Regions from separate parts of the Mus musculus genome. Here region 2 is linked to region 1. The links are chromatin contacts, called in public Hi-C maps. All regions are on one chromosome and are shown on one strand. The core of a region is the stretch at or near the end of the contact, and the rest is flanking DNA. Distances in the headings are between cores, read along the strand shown. Region 1 holds the start of Snrk (SNF related kinase). Region 2 overlaps Ano10 (anoctamin 10).

What was found. A called contact is a pair of places that touch in the nucleus more often than the background predicts.
Region 2: a Hi-C map of the N1E-115 cell line shows a contact between it and region 1, with 4 times the contacts expected there. The contact joins the enhancer-like site here to the promoter of Snrk in region 1. A contact is called at or near these places in 8 of 484 Hi-C or Micro-C datasets (CD4 T cells, CD8 T cells, the N1E-115 cell line and 5 more), 4 of 115 datasets of contacts at active chromatin or transcription factors (bone marrow-derived macrophages, effector CD8 T cells, embryonic forebrain and 1 more) and 2 of 9 other capture datasets (adipose tissue and liver).

Annotation. Positions count from the first base shown.
Region 1 is chr9:122,113,794-122,120,604 of GRCm38.p6, forward strand. It overlaps Snrk (SNF related kinase), which reads left to right and starts at 3,473. Exons shown (of 8, transcript NM_001357775.1): 1 at 3,473-3,614.
Region 2 is chr9:122,216,639-122,223,449 of GRCm38.p6, forward strand. All of the region lies in intron 11 of Ano10 (anoctamin 10), which reads right to left. Among named protein-coding and RNA genes, the nearest start is that of Mir8106, 54 kb to the right of the region's middle. Within about 2 kb of position 3,498, at least 3 of the 459 cell types and tissues checked have an H3K27ac peak or open chromatin away from gene starts, as enhancers often do. A contact at or near this core is called in the N1E-115 cell line and adipose tissue, where this site is marked.

The DNA of each region.
Region 1 (6,811 bases), core at 2,223-4,722:
GTATATTTTGACAACACCATGTTGTGTTGTTTTTATACTATTATACTAATTTTATACTATTAGTGTATACTATAATAAATAGATTAGAACTTAGATCATTCCATTCCCAAATAAAAGACACAAAACCTTTATATTTATATTAAGCCTTCAAGCACTAGAGTTGGGCAGATATCAACCCTCTGTGCTATTTTGTTACTTCCCTGTCAATAATCCCAAGGTATCACTTGCCATGCTCTGCCTGAGCTGCTCTTTCTCCAACAGGCTAACCCTCATGGCCATGTGCTCATGATCTATTTACCCCATGGTGAGTTCTTCTTCCCCTTTCTTCTCTTTCATAGTCCCTACCTCAGACCTCAAGCTTGGAACTGAAGCCTCACCTACCTTTCACAGGCTGTGGGCATCTTTATTAACCAAAACACAGATAACTTAGGGGCAAGGTTTATACAGCAAAAGGTGGTATACATAGGTATACAAACTTTGGGGCTAGAGACACTTTGGGGTTAAGACAGTGCTCTGCAGTTAAAAGCACTGTCTTGGAGCAACCAGGTCTTGGAATGAAGTATTTGGCATTTAAATAGATAGGAGCACCAAACTAATCCACAACATACTCAGGTACTCACCCACACATGTGCACACACATGAGTGTGCATGAGTGTACACACACACACACATACACATACATGATACATGCATGTGCACACACATGCACATATGCACATATACACACATGCACACATTCATGCATGCACACACACATGGTCACAGCATCAATTCATATCTGTGATAAGAGAAGTGGGATTAACTGATGCCAGACTGTAAAGAAGGCAGCCTTTGAGGAACTCTTAAGGCCATGCCAGTGAAGAAGTATTTCTGTGAACTGGAAGGAACCCAGAATTTTTACGTGCAGTAGAAAATTTAGAAGTGTGTTAATGTACAAATGAAGAGTTGAAAATATAAAAGAAAAATCAATCATAACTCAAATATTCACTTTAGTGGATAATCACTATCTGTTGCTTTAAAAATGTCTTTTTTTAACTTTTTTTTTTTTTTGTAACTGATGAAAAAAATAATAATGCCTGGATAAGGTGAGCTTGTTAAACACACTGCTTTCTAGGGTCAAGAAGCAAATGATGATTCTTCACTAATCTGCTTGGCTCTCACATCTTGATCTAATTTGTTGCCTCTTCCTGATTTTCATCCAATAAAGGACTTCTTCTTTAAATAGTTGCTACTTTGTTGCTTTTGAGATCTGAATCAGAGACTGTAACACAAGGCTGCAAGCTCCATCCTGTCATTTTGTAGCATGTATCTAATTAAGACTTCTTGCAGGTCCATAAAAAGACCCAATGTTAAGAAACCAGTGTGTATTAAAGAAAGCCTTGGGGAAGATCTGAGAAGGGGGTTTCTTCATTAAACTAAGCAAATTTGATTAAAAGCCAAGTAGAGTAATAATACCTTAATTTGTGTTTAAATATTTTAAAATATTGCTCAAGCATAATCATATCATGTTAACTAACACATTGAAGGTGTGGGGCTAAAATTGGGTCATCTTCTTCCCAGCATCACCCCAGCCTTGAGGGAAACCCTATAGATAAGAAAATGGCTGATAGCACTGCCTGTTCATCTCAGGAAGATAACCAAAGCATATTTCATTGAAATCAATTTATAAATTTGACTCACTTCAATGTATTGATTTGGTCAGAGTCTGAGTTACACAATAGCAACATAAACCCCATTTCAAGGGCTCATGTGCTGTAGCCACTGTCCTATGTTATGAATGTTCTTTCGGGGTACAAACTTGGCTACTGGACTTCCCTTGGGAGACCATTATAAGTGATGCTTTTATTCCTTCATTGGCCACAGTGTCCCTGACTAGTGACAGTTCCCAGAGGGCAAAGGTCTTTCAGCAAAAGAGCAGATTGTGCAAGACCTAGTTAGGAGCGGTTGCTCAATGTGTGTCTAAATTAGAATCTCCCTGGCAGAGCTTCTAAGATGGCTCAGCAGGTGGGGGTGCCTGCTGCCTCGATTGCTAATTCGAGTTCCATCCCTAGGACCCATGTGGTGTCAGACAAAGAGACAGAGCTTTCTCTTCTACAGGTTGACTTCTACATGGATGTTGAACATACACACACACACACACACACACACACACACACACATGTAAAAAAATAAGAAAGAGAGACATGAAGAAAGAAAAAGAAAACATTTCCACGTCAAATGACACTGTCCTTTCATGATCCTAAGTCAGGTGGGGCCTGCGTGAGCAGAGGCCAATGCTGGGGTTTTCCTATGTGCACTTTGCCACCCAGGGCTAAAGCATTAGGATAATTGAAGGTCTAAGCACACATTTCAGCAGAAGATCGAGACCACCTTCCCAGTCATTCTGCTTCCCAGCCATCTTCAGGCATGCGAAGTGGATGTTGTAGTATAAATAAATAAATAAATAAATAAACAAATAAATAAATGAAGGGAGGAAGGAAGAAGACTTGCCATTTTCTGACCAACAGAGATGGCAAAAGCCATTTAGATTTTTTTGTCCAGTCAGTTGAGTCAGGCTTGGACATGTAAGAAGCTCATTCTGCTTGTGTGTGTGTGTTTTTTCTTCTTCTGTGGATGCAGGAACACAGAAGGAAAAGTAGGGGAGAGAAACCTGGCACCTGGCTTCTTTTCAGGAGCCCCAGAGGACTAGTCTCCATGGCTCATTATCCTTCCAGGAGATAGAGCTGGGAGTTCCCTCCCTCTTGTCCTGCCACCACTAACATCCCTTTCTGAGTCATCTTGGAACAGAACCATGAACAGCCAAGTTAGTGCCTGCTGTGTACTTCTCCACGTTGTTTCTCAGAGGCTGCCTGGCCTGGCCAGTGACTTTTGACTCTAGAGGCAAGCCTGCATTCAGGTGTTGGGCTTTGCTTCTTTCTGCTTTAGTGGTAACAAAAGCAACAGAATTCTTCAAATGTATTCCCAGAGAGAAGAAAAAGTAAAGAAATGTGTATGTATATATATATATATGTGCATATGTGTATGCATGCTTGTGTATATATGATACACACACACACACACACACACACACACACACATATATATATATATATATATATATATATATATATATGCACGTGCATATGTATATTAATTTTGTTGTCTCTCATTGCTTCAAGCTAGATGGGAGATAGGGTGAACATTGATGGATAAAGCGCATGTGCTCCTTGCCCTCAGCCCCAAGATCTCTTCCAATATCCCCTGAAAGCTATAGCTCTAGCTGCTATGCCTGCTGCCGCTGTCCATCGTCCTGGCGCTTCCTTCTGCATAATCTCTATTCTTTCCAGAGTAGGATGTGCTCAGGCCAGGGCCAGGACGCCCTCCAGTAGACCCTGAGCTGGCCTGCAGGTGCGCCGGGTTAACCCCGCCCCGCCCGACCCAAGGCCCCGCCCTCACACAAGACCCCACCCCATCGCTTTCGTCACGATGACGCAAGGCCCGCGCCTGCGCAGCGCGGCCGCACCCCCGGCCGCCCGCTCGGTATTATGATTAGCCCTGGGTGCGGGGTTCCGGCGGCCGGGAGGGAGTTGTCGACGCCGCGGCCGCTGCGGACGGATGCCCGCCTGCCGGCTGAGGTAGGGCGAGCGCGGCGCGGGAGCGTGGGCCGGGTCTGCGCTTCTCCTCAGCGGCCGCCTTAGCGGGGCTGGGCTGGCGCCGCCGCAGGCGGAAAGTAAGTTGCGCGCTCGGCCCGGGGTGCCCTGCGCAGAGGACGCGGCCCGCGGCACCACCCCGGCCCCGAGCTCGCCCGGCCTGCGGGCTTCGCGCAGCCCGGCCCGGCCCTGCCCTTGCGGCCGCCGCGGGATTGCGGCAGCGCGGGAGTCGACGCGGCCCCGCGCCGCGCCCGCAGCGGGCCCCGGGCGACGCGAGATCCACGGGCCTCAGTTTCCCCGTGGGCCGCGAGTCCCGCTGCAGAGCCGGGCGGCCGCCGCCTCACGATAGCTCGGGGACGCGGTTGTCTACGGAGAAGGGCGCTCGGCTGCGGAAGGGGCAGCGGTGCGGCTCCCCGGGGACTGCTCGGATTTTTTCGCGTTAGGAGACGCTGTTCTTTTCCGTAGACATCGCCTGTTGATTTCTTTCCGAACCATTTGCAATAAAAACAAACACCTTGTTGCCTTTTGCTTGGACTCGGGAGCCAGGAGAGTGGCAGCCCTTTAAGCTTAGGCTTCCTCCAGCTGTGATGTTCTTAAACAGTGGGGTCAGCTACAACCTAGGAGCTTCGCTGTGAGTTCGGGTCGTGTATGCATTGGGGAATTTCTCTCCGGGGTTCCTAAGACTGTAGAAGTCAGAGGCTGTAGGGCCTCTGGGCTGTCAGGTTTCTTACTTTCCCTTCCGTTTAAATGAGCGTATTCTCCAAGTCTTAGGAGCCTTGGTGAAACCACCTGGATGCTTGAAGTGTTTTGTCAGGTTTAAGGTGAAGTAAGCGATGGACCTACAGGTGTACAGCTCTTTCTGCTGAGTTTCCAACAGATTCCTGTCCAGGGTCAAAAGGCTCAGTTTGGATTCTTTGTAGGGATTGGGACACTGTCCCAAATTGATCCCTAACTTATCACAGTTCGTATCGGTGCAGTCTGAAGCCCAGGTTGTCAAGGATTATGTAATCAACTTGTTAATTTCTAATCTTGTTACAGTGTTTTCCAGATTTATAAAACCATTCCCTTCAGAGAAATCTGTCTTCAGCGTCTGGTTAAATATTTCTCTTGGAATTGGGTTCTTGAAGACAATTCTGTATGTGTGTTAATTAAACATACTAATTAGACAAGTTTCTTTCAGAGAACATCAAATACATAGCAATTTTTCTGGCTGTCAGTGTAAAATTGACCCATTTTACAGACCTAGGGATGAAAGAAATTATATGACATTCCCAAGGTCACATAATGAAGCTGGGTTAAAAAAAAATCGAGGGCATAGCACTGACTTAATATTCCTGTCCTCAAAGCTTTCTGATCAGAAACTCTTAAGTGCCACTTTTTGACTTTTAAATTTTTGCACAGCTAGTTATTTTACTTTATGCAGAAATTTTCTTTTATCCTTTTATGCTCTTCTGAGTAAATTTTATAGTATTCTGAGTAAATTTTAATGAATAATTGCAGTATGACACATTTGATTAAACAATGATTCTCAACCTTCCTAGTGCTTGGACCAGTACATTTCCTCATGTTGTGGTGACTCCTAACCATAAAATTATTTTCATTGCTACTTCATAACTATAATTTTGGTGCTGTTATGAATCACAATGTAAATATCTGTGTTTTCTGATGGTCTAAGGTGACCCCCACGAAAGGGTCGTTTGAAAGCAAAGAGGTCGCAGCTCACAGTTGAGAGCTACTGGTTTAAAACATCCAAGAACTGGGAAGTTACACTGATTTTTATTTTTACTTCTATAGAGCAGACAGACATACAGATTAGGTCTTTATGTAGTGATCTTGTAACTTAATCACATAATCCTAAAAGGAAGCCTTTTAACTGTCCTTTAATTAAAATTGAAGGACATTTGTGTTGTTTTTACTGGGCATGTCTACACTAAAGTGAGGTTGCTTATCTCCTGTTGAAAGTGAAACTAACTAGAAAAGGCTATTTGGGGGATATAAGTGAGTGGCTATGATTCTAAGCACTGGTATTAAATAAAACATAATTTATTTCCTATTGCACCTTTCTGAGCATCAGTTCATTATACTGCCTAGGATGAAAAAAGGTATGTGAATTTTCTACACAGCCCGGATTTTCTGACTTAAACACATAGGTGAGAAATACTGAAGGCTTACTTTAACAGCATCCCAGCCACAAGATAGAATGTTTAGCTAAAACACATTTTTGTAGGAAAACTAACTCAGCACCAAGTAATATCAGTACTTGAGCATCAGAGATAGGAAGGATCAAAATTCAAGTCCAGCTTGGGCTACATAGTATGTGTGGCATCTCAGGAATAAAAGCACACACACAAACACACTCTCCTGAAACATGTGATCTCTCTCTCACAGACACACACACACTCACACTCCCAGCCCTGGGGAGGCTGAGATAAGGAGAATCATGAGTTCGAAACTGGCCTGGGTTTCGTAGCAAGTGCAAACATAGTAAGACCTTTCCTCAAAATACAACAAAGTCCTGCTGTTCAGGATGCAGGTACTCCCCATTATGTGCAGACAAAAGTCTTAGGTCTACTAGGGTAGAAAGGCTGAGTAGATGTGGGAGGATAAACTTATAAGGATAAGGATGAATTCCTAGAGTTTTTATCTGTTTGGAAGGTTCCAGGGTAGAAGGGTAGCAGTAGGAGAAAGCAGAAACCAGTTTCTGCCCTTAGGTTCTTGGAAGCAAGCTATTGTGGAACACTAAGGTAAACTAGCAGAAGGATTGCTTTTGACAGGAATAGAGCAGGAGGCAGTGAACGAACAGTAGGGGGTGCTACTCACTGAAGGCCAGTCTCAAAGGCTAGCATTCCAGGCAGGGAGTTGAGGGAGCAGGAGGTCAGACTCACTGTGAGAAAAGGAGTTGAGGTGGACACAGCACAACTGCACAGCACATTCTGTAAAACATTTGTAAAGGGAGGAAGGTGTGACGCCAACTTTGGGATGTGTTGGCTTTTGTTGTTTGGGAAGAGCCACACTGTCAAATCCGTGAGGTCTGGTAGCCTTGGGAGAGAGCACTGCAGGTGTGGTCTGCCTGGGATGGGCTGGAACTGAACTGTTATTTTCACAGAATTATTTCCTCATCTGCTTTTCTGCACATCTGTTTTGGGCTGTGGTCTTTCACCCCTTGGGAAACCATTTCTTGC
Region 2 (6,811 bases), core at 2,248-4,747, 100 kb after region 1:
TTCCTGACATTCAATGCTGATAAAACCACGAAAGTCTGCGGCTAGTTACACGTCTAGTTGACAAGGATTTGCCTGCAGCAGCTGAAGACAGAAACACAATGCCCATCACTGTGCTGAAACTCAGGCCCTGAGGAGGCTTCTGTGACCTGTCCTGGGCCACACTTCCCTGTCCATGAAACTCTGTTATGCTTGACACCACACAGTCTACTCTCATCACACACCTCTACTTCTCCTTTGGCAGCAGCATCCTTGATCTTTTTATGTAGAGAACAAACATTTTAGGAGGAGAACACAGTGCACTCTTTCCCCACCCCACCCCCAATGTCTTCCCACCTCCCTGCAGCTGGACCTGTCTCCTTTTCCCTTCCACCACCTTGAGATTTAATATGCCTACTTGTGTTTCATTCATGGTCTTGCTTGGCATTCTCCTATTACCCCATCCTTGAGAAAGCCACCACCATGCATGAGTAACAACTGCATTCTTTCGGTCCCCAGGCCATGCACTATTCCCTAAATCTTCTCACCCAGACACAGTGTAGAAAGACTTATAAGAAAACCAAGCCAGACTCTTCAAACATGAACACCCAGGTCATTCCACCCGAGAAGACTAAAGATAACAAGTCACTGGTCGGTGTGCAGATGCAGGCGGTTTCAATAACACACCGAGTAGAAAGCTAAAGTAACTGACAGCACCAAGTGCTGACAAGGACTTGGGTCAACTGAGGGCACACATTGCTAGTGGAGCACAGAATGCACACCAGGATGGGAAGCTCATTTTAATGTCGGGTATTCCCTTATATCTGACTTGACAATTCACTCTCACATATTTATCCAAATGGAAAACCCATGCTTATAGGATTCAAAATTACAAAGACTGAGAAGAACGGAAGCATGCCTCTTCTACAGAATTGTATAAACACAAGAGGAACTATCTACTATCCACCACCAAAAGACACAAACTATTGATACATATGGTAAAGTTCAGAAATGCAAATGCATTGGGAAGAGAGGCCCCTTGGTCTTGCAAACTTTATATGCCCTAGTACAGGGGAATGCCAGGGCCAAAAAGTGGGAGTGAGTGGGTAGGGGTGCAGGACAGGGGAAGGGTATAGAGAACTTTCGGGATAGCATTTGAAATGTAAATAAAGATAATATCTAATAAAGAAAAAGAAATGCAAATGCATCTTGCTAAGTGAATTAAAGCCAAACTCTCCATCAGGGTTTTGAAAATACAGAGACTGGTCTGCTGTACCGTGCTGTGTTATCTTTCTCCACCTTAGAGAGACATCTGCCAGCTAATGTTACCCACATATGCACATACAACCTGAGGAGTCTAAGTAGGTAGAAGAACCTGCCTGATGCACAGATTATTACTAAGATAGCTGTGGCCAACAGGGCCCACTGGTCTATAAACAAGTGGACCTCAGCTACAGCCCAAATCAAAGGGAAGCAACAGTCCCAAGTTGAATACCAACCCCACCTCCTCCTACCCAGCAGACTCCAGCTTAGAGGACTCAGAAACCTCCTGTCTAGTTCCTGTGCACTTCATCAAATTGAATTCAAAAGCAAAGGTGCCCAAGAGAAAACCCCACAGAACAACTGCCAGTAGCATAAGGGCCCTGCCACAGCATTCTCCTGCCAGCCTCTGGGTGCTGCTGTGTCCTGGGGACAGCCTTGCTTCTCCTATACCCACGCTGATAGTCTGTGGTCCACTCACATTTGCTCCATTTAATTACTGGGGCATGGAACTGACTTTCTCAGGACAGGAACATGGTTTGGTTCTCAGTGTCCTCGGGAAGTTGGCCCGTCTTTCCCTCCTTTGCATCATATCAGGTAAAGTCCTCAGTCCTCACAGTATAACAGCATCACCTCTGCACACGGGAAGTCACAATAGCATCGTGCAGCACGAAGTCACAGTTACACATGCTCAGTAATGCATTTTAACACAGCATGCACACTCTGCATATTGAGTGGATAGACAATGTTGAGTTGAATGCGATCTGACATTTGGCAAAGACTGGGAACATTTAATAGATCATTAGGCATCCGAATTCATTCATTCTCTCTCTGTCTGTCTGTCTGCACACACACGTGCATGCTAAAAATATACATAAAAATAAACAAAATCTAAAACGAAAGTTCAAAACAAAAAACCAAGATGGTCTACATTTCTTCTCTGAGCTAAAAGAAAGAATGAAGCCAGAGACCAGACCAGCTTCACACAGCTCCCCAGTGTGTGGACACAGCATCCTTGTTACCTAAGGTCCATCTAAAGATCTACACTATGTTATCTTACTCATATTCAATTTTTCTTGTTATTTTCTTAATGTGGGGAGAGTAAAAATTAAAAATAAGTATTTCCCTATGACATCACTTAAGACATCCACTTAAAATTCCATAATCTGCAGAGATGATCAAACTCACAAGACTCAGTGACGGGAAGAGGCAGAGCCGCCACAGCTTCTGTCGAGTGAGAGAGACTCATCTGCCACAGCTCACTGTCCAGTGAGAGGGGCACATCTGCCTTGCAGGGTTGTTTTTCAGGAGGGAAACAAAGTCATGCTGCCCACGTTTCTAAGAATTGATGAGTACTATATATACTAAGGAGGAGAGGTTTATTGTCAAATGCTTAAAGGAAGGCATGGAATTTGGGACATTGGAATATACAGGTAAACTGTTTTTAACGCCCACTGAGACAACAGTTTTCAGTGCTAATCCCTGGACAGGTGTGAGGCCCTAAGGCCACCTCTGAATTCTTTGTGCTAGCTTCTCTCTGCTCCCCAGACTGGGTAGCCCAGCAGGCCACTGCCGAGAGTTACATCTCTCCCAGCCAGGACTGTAGCCCACTAAGATGGACACCTTTGAGGTAATTCCAAATCTTCAAAGAAGGATTGGGATGGTAAACCCAGGCTGGAGGCCTGGGTGCTGACCACCCGGCAGGGAGGACGCAGGACACAGTTCCCACAGGAGCCATGAGCATACCCAGTGCCATCTGCTGAGGGAGAAAAGGGGAACCAGTTTCTGAAAACATGTGGGTAATGGGGAGGCAATCCAATCAACAGGACGCCAGGGTTGAAGACAGAGACTGCTTATTAAATTTGTCTCCTGAGAGATTCCATCTTTGGTCATGTTTAAGAGCAATTTAATTACATCTTCTCTTATAAACTAATAACTACATGCACCCTGCTTCCTGTGCACTAGGACCTGACAGCAGTCAGCATGGGACATGCAGAGCAAGACTCCAGCAAGATGAGCTGTATTCAAAGGAGTCTCTTTCTCTGGCTTCTCTGTGGCCCATGTGATTGCCTAGGTGACTCTACCCAAAGTAAATGAGTCCAGTGCAACCAGCTTTGGCCTTCTACTCTCACAGTGAGTTGGTGACCGCAGTTTTGCAGTGCCATGGCCTTGTTACTGTTGTTTGTGCAGGGAAGGGAGGTGCCATGCTGCTAGAAACACATCCCCTGTGACTGTCCATGCTGGTGTGGCCTAGGGTACTGCCCAACACTTGGCCTGCTTCCTAACTGTGCCACAGGCAAGGCAGACTAAAAACAGGCTGGGGAGACGGCTCAATGGGTAAAAGAATGCAAGCACAGTGACCTGAGTTCAACCCCCCAACAGCTATGTAAAACCCAGGCCATATGCATGTGTGCTGTGACAGGCAGAGACAGATTGTTCTGGGGCTCAATGGCTTCTAGCTGAGCTTCAGGTTCAGTGAGAAATACATGGATAAACTATACCACATACATATAATACAATAAAATAATTTTTAAAAGTTAAAAAAAGACCAAAAGCAACTACACCAATATTTCTGCTGCTCACAACACGTTGGAGCCAGAGCTCCCCTCAAAATTGTCAGCGAGCAGATTGGCAATTGTGTTTTATGTGTTTACACCCACTACACCACTAAGGTATGTACTTCAGGCTGACCACCAAGGAAGACACGAGGAGCCAGAGTTCTCATCCTATGATGTGGAGACCAGAGTCTGGCAGAGAGGTCTGCAGCAGCTTTCTAGACGCAGCACAGTTAGCCTGGATGGAATACACACAGGCCAGAGGAAAGTGATTTCCCTTTCTCTTGAGGTAGAGGAATAGTCTACTACAAAACAGTATCTTCTCTTGATGACAAAGCAAAAGGCTGGCTCACTGGGGTACAGTGTGACAGCCTTCTCATTGAGATTGCTAACCCTAACTTGGAGTCTGTATTTTCTCTCTGTTAGCAGTCTGGACTTGAAGAGCAAAATGGAGAAGAGAGAGAGAGAGAAGAAAAATCTCACAATAAAGTGACAATTGCCTCCCTTGTGAAGGACTGGCCCTTGGCTGACTGGGTCTTCTGTTGTTATCATCTGAGAGGAAGCACACCTTCACAGTGGCCCAGCTCTTTCTGACTGCCACTCTTCTTTCAGGTGGTTGGCTGGCTGTAGGCAGATTTGCCAACACTACCCAAAGTTCTTCCTCTCCTGTTTTTAAAAGTATTTTCCAACCACAAGGATACAGCAGCAAATGAGAAAAATACAAACCATTCAAAAGGAAAATGGAAAAATGGCCACTCAGCCTGACAGGTAAGAGTTCATTCTCTCTGCAGGTCAGGAAAAAACCTCAATGGGCGTCTTGCCATGCTGGTTGCTGCTGTGGTTCACAGACCAATAGCTGTGTCCCTGCCTTGGCATATTTTCTGGTACTACTGAAGCCAGGGCACAGGATGACCACTTTCAGGTCAGATCCACCTCAAACATCTGGGACATGTGTCCTAAGTGTGTGATGTCTTCAGCAACAGGGACTTGCTTGCCTAAAGGTGTGGTAACACTCACATGTTGGTAGTAACCAACAGCTATCTAATTGGATTTACAGCCCACTCAATAGAACAGAAATCACCTGGTACTAGGAACCTAGCATCCTCCCAGAGCTAGTGAGGTCAAGGCTCTTAGAAGAGAACCTACTACCATCACTTTGCTAGACCAACACATTTTTTATTCCAAGACAGGGTTTCTCTGTGTAGCTCTGGCTGTCCTGGAACTCACTCTGTAGACCAGGCTGGCCTTGAACTCTGAGATCTGCCTCCTCAGTGCTGAGATTGAAGGTGTTTACCTCCACTGCCCAGCTGCTAAGCCAACATAATTTCTAATTATACTCTACATCTTGTTCTTATAGCCACAGATAAGGATAGTTACCACCTCCAATAAAAAAACAGCAAATGGAGACAATCTCAGACACCATACAGAGATCAACAGATCAACATGGGAGCTCAGCCATAATGGCTACATCTAAATCATAGCTCCTGAATCTATGGCTCAGGGAACTTCCCAGAAGAGGGGGAAGAAAGACTGAAAAAAGAACAGCAGGTACACCGCTGTGAAACAATGTCTCCTAAAAATGGCTTCATAAACAAAACCAGAACAATGGCAATGCTGACAGACATGTTAGTGTGGGCGCCACCTCTAGACAATGGATGACTCCTGGGAGAAGGAGCATTAGCCTTTCCCAGGGATGGGTCTCCTTATTGGTTATCCAATACAAAGCGGTTGGCCATGAAACCAGTTATATTCAAACAAAAGTGGGCCTATCAAGTTATATTTATATATTTGTGCACACATCTGTGTGTGTATATATTTTATTTATAAGCTATTATATATATGCTATTATATATGCTCTGTCTCTCTACCTATCTATATATTCCTATTTTTGTGTGTGTGTGCATACATTTTATTTATTTATATGCTATTATACATATATATGCTATTATATATATGCTCTGTCTCTATCTATCTATAGCTGTGTTAGTTTATAAGGTATAGGGAAATAGGGCTCTGGCTAGGGGGCCTTGTGTAAAATTATCTTGCTATAGCCATTACACTAAAGCATGTGCTTATTCTTTGGGCCTGCAATTTTGCTTTTGGGAACGTACACCAAAAGTTAAATCCACCAACAGTTAAGTGATGGTAGTGGGTTCCCTTCTAAGAGAACTCAGTAGCTCCAGAAGGATGCTAGGTTTCCAGCACCAGGTGATTTCCCCATTGAGTGGGCTCTAGGTCCAATTAAATCGTTGAAAGTGGTCATCCTGTGCCCTGGCTTCTATGGTACCAGAGAATATTATGAAATATTAGCAAAAGTTAACATTGGTGATAATTCAAAATACCTGAAAATAATCTGAATGCCCGCATCAAGGAAAGGTAGGCCCTGTGGAATATCCTGTATTTATGAGGAGAGGTGTCTATGCCCTGTGCAATCTTCACATGCAAGGCCCAGCTGTACCACAACATGGCTCCCCATCAGTCTGTCCCTGAGAGGTGCCAAACGTCAGAAGCAAAGAACAGAAAGCAAAGCACAGCTTGCGAGCAATCCTGCCCTTCCTTCCTCACACTTCCTCACAGTGTCGGTGACCGCCCCATTCCCTTAAGCCCCTCAGCCAGCTTCCCTTCTCTCTGGCATCAGTGGCAGCATCTGGCAAAACCAGACCCAGTCCTAGGCTCTGCCCTCCCCTCCCCCTGCATTCAAAGACTCAAGACTCAGGGCTCCTCTCTTGTCTCCCTGGGCTCTGCAGGCCCGCGTCCTTCTTTATTGTGGCGTCATCAAAGTCAAAGAACAACCGCACTTCTGTTCTCAATGGGAGCTGAGACTGCATCCTGAGGCGGCTTCTATATGGTGGGAGAAAAGACTGTGCCATGTGGCCTGCTTCTCTTTGGCAGACGGGCTGCAGGGATGCATATAAGCTGTTCCTTTCATTGTTTAGAATTGTATTACACCTCAAAGTGTTCCCATGAGTGAGCTAAGTGGAGTTAATAAGCCTACTGTGGGTAAATGTGTGAGGACAATT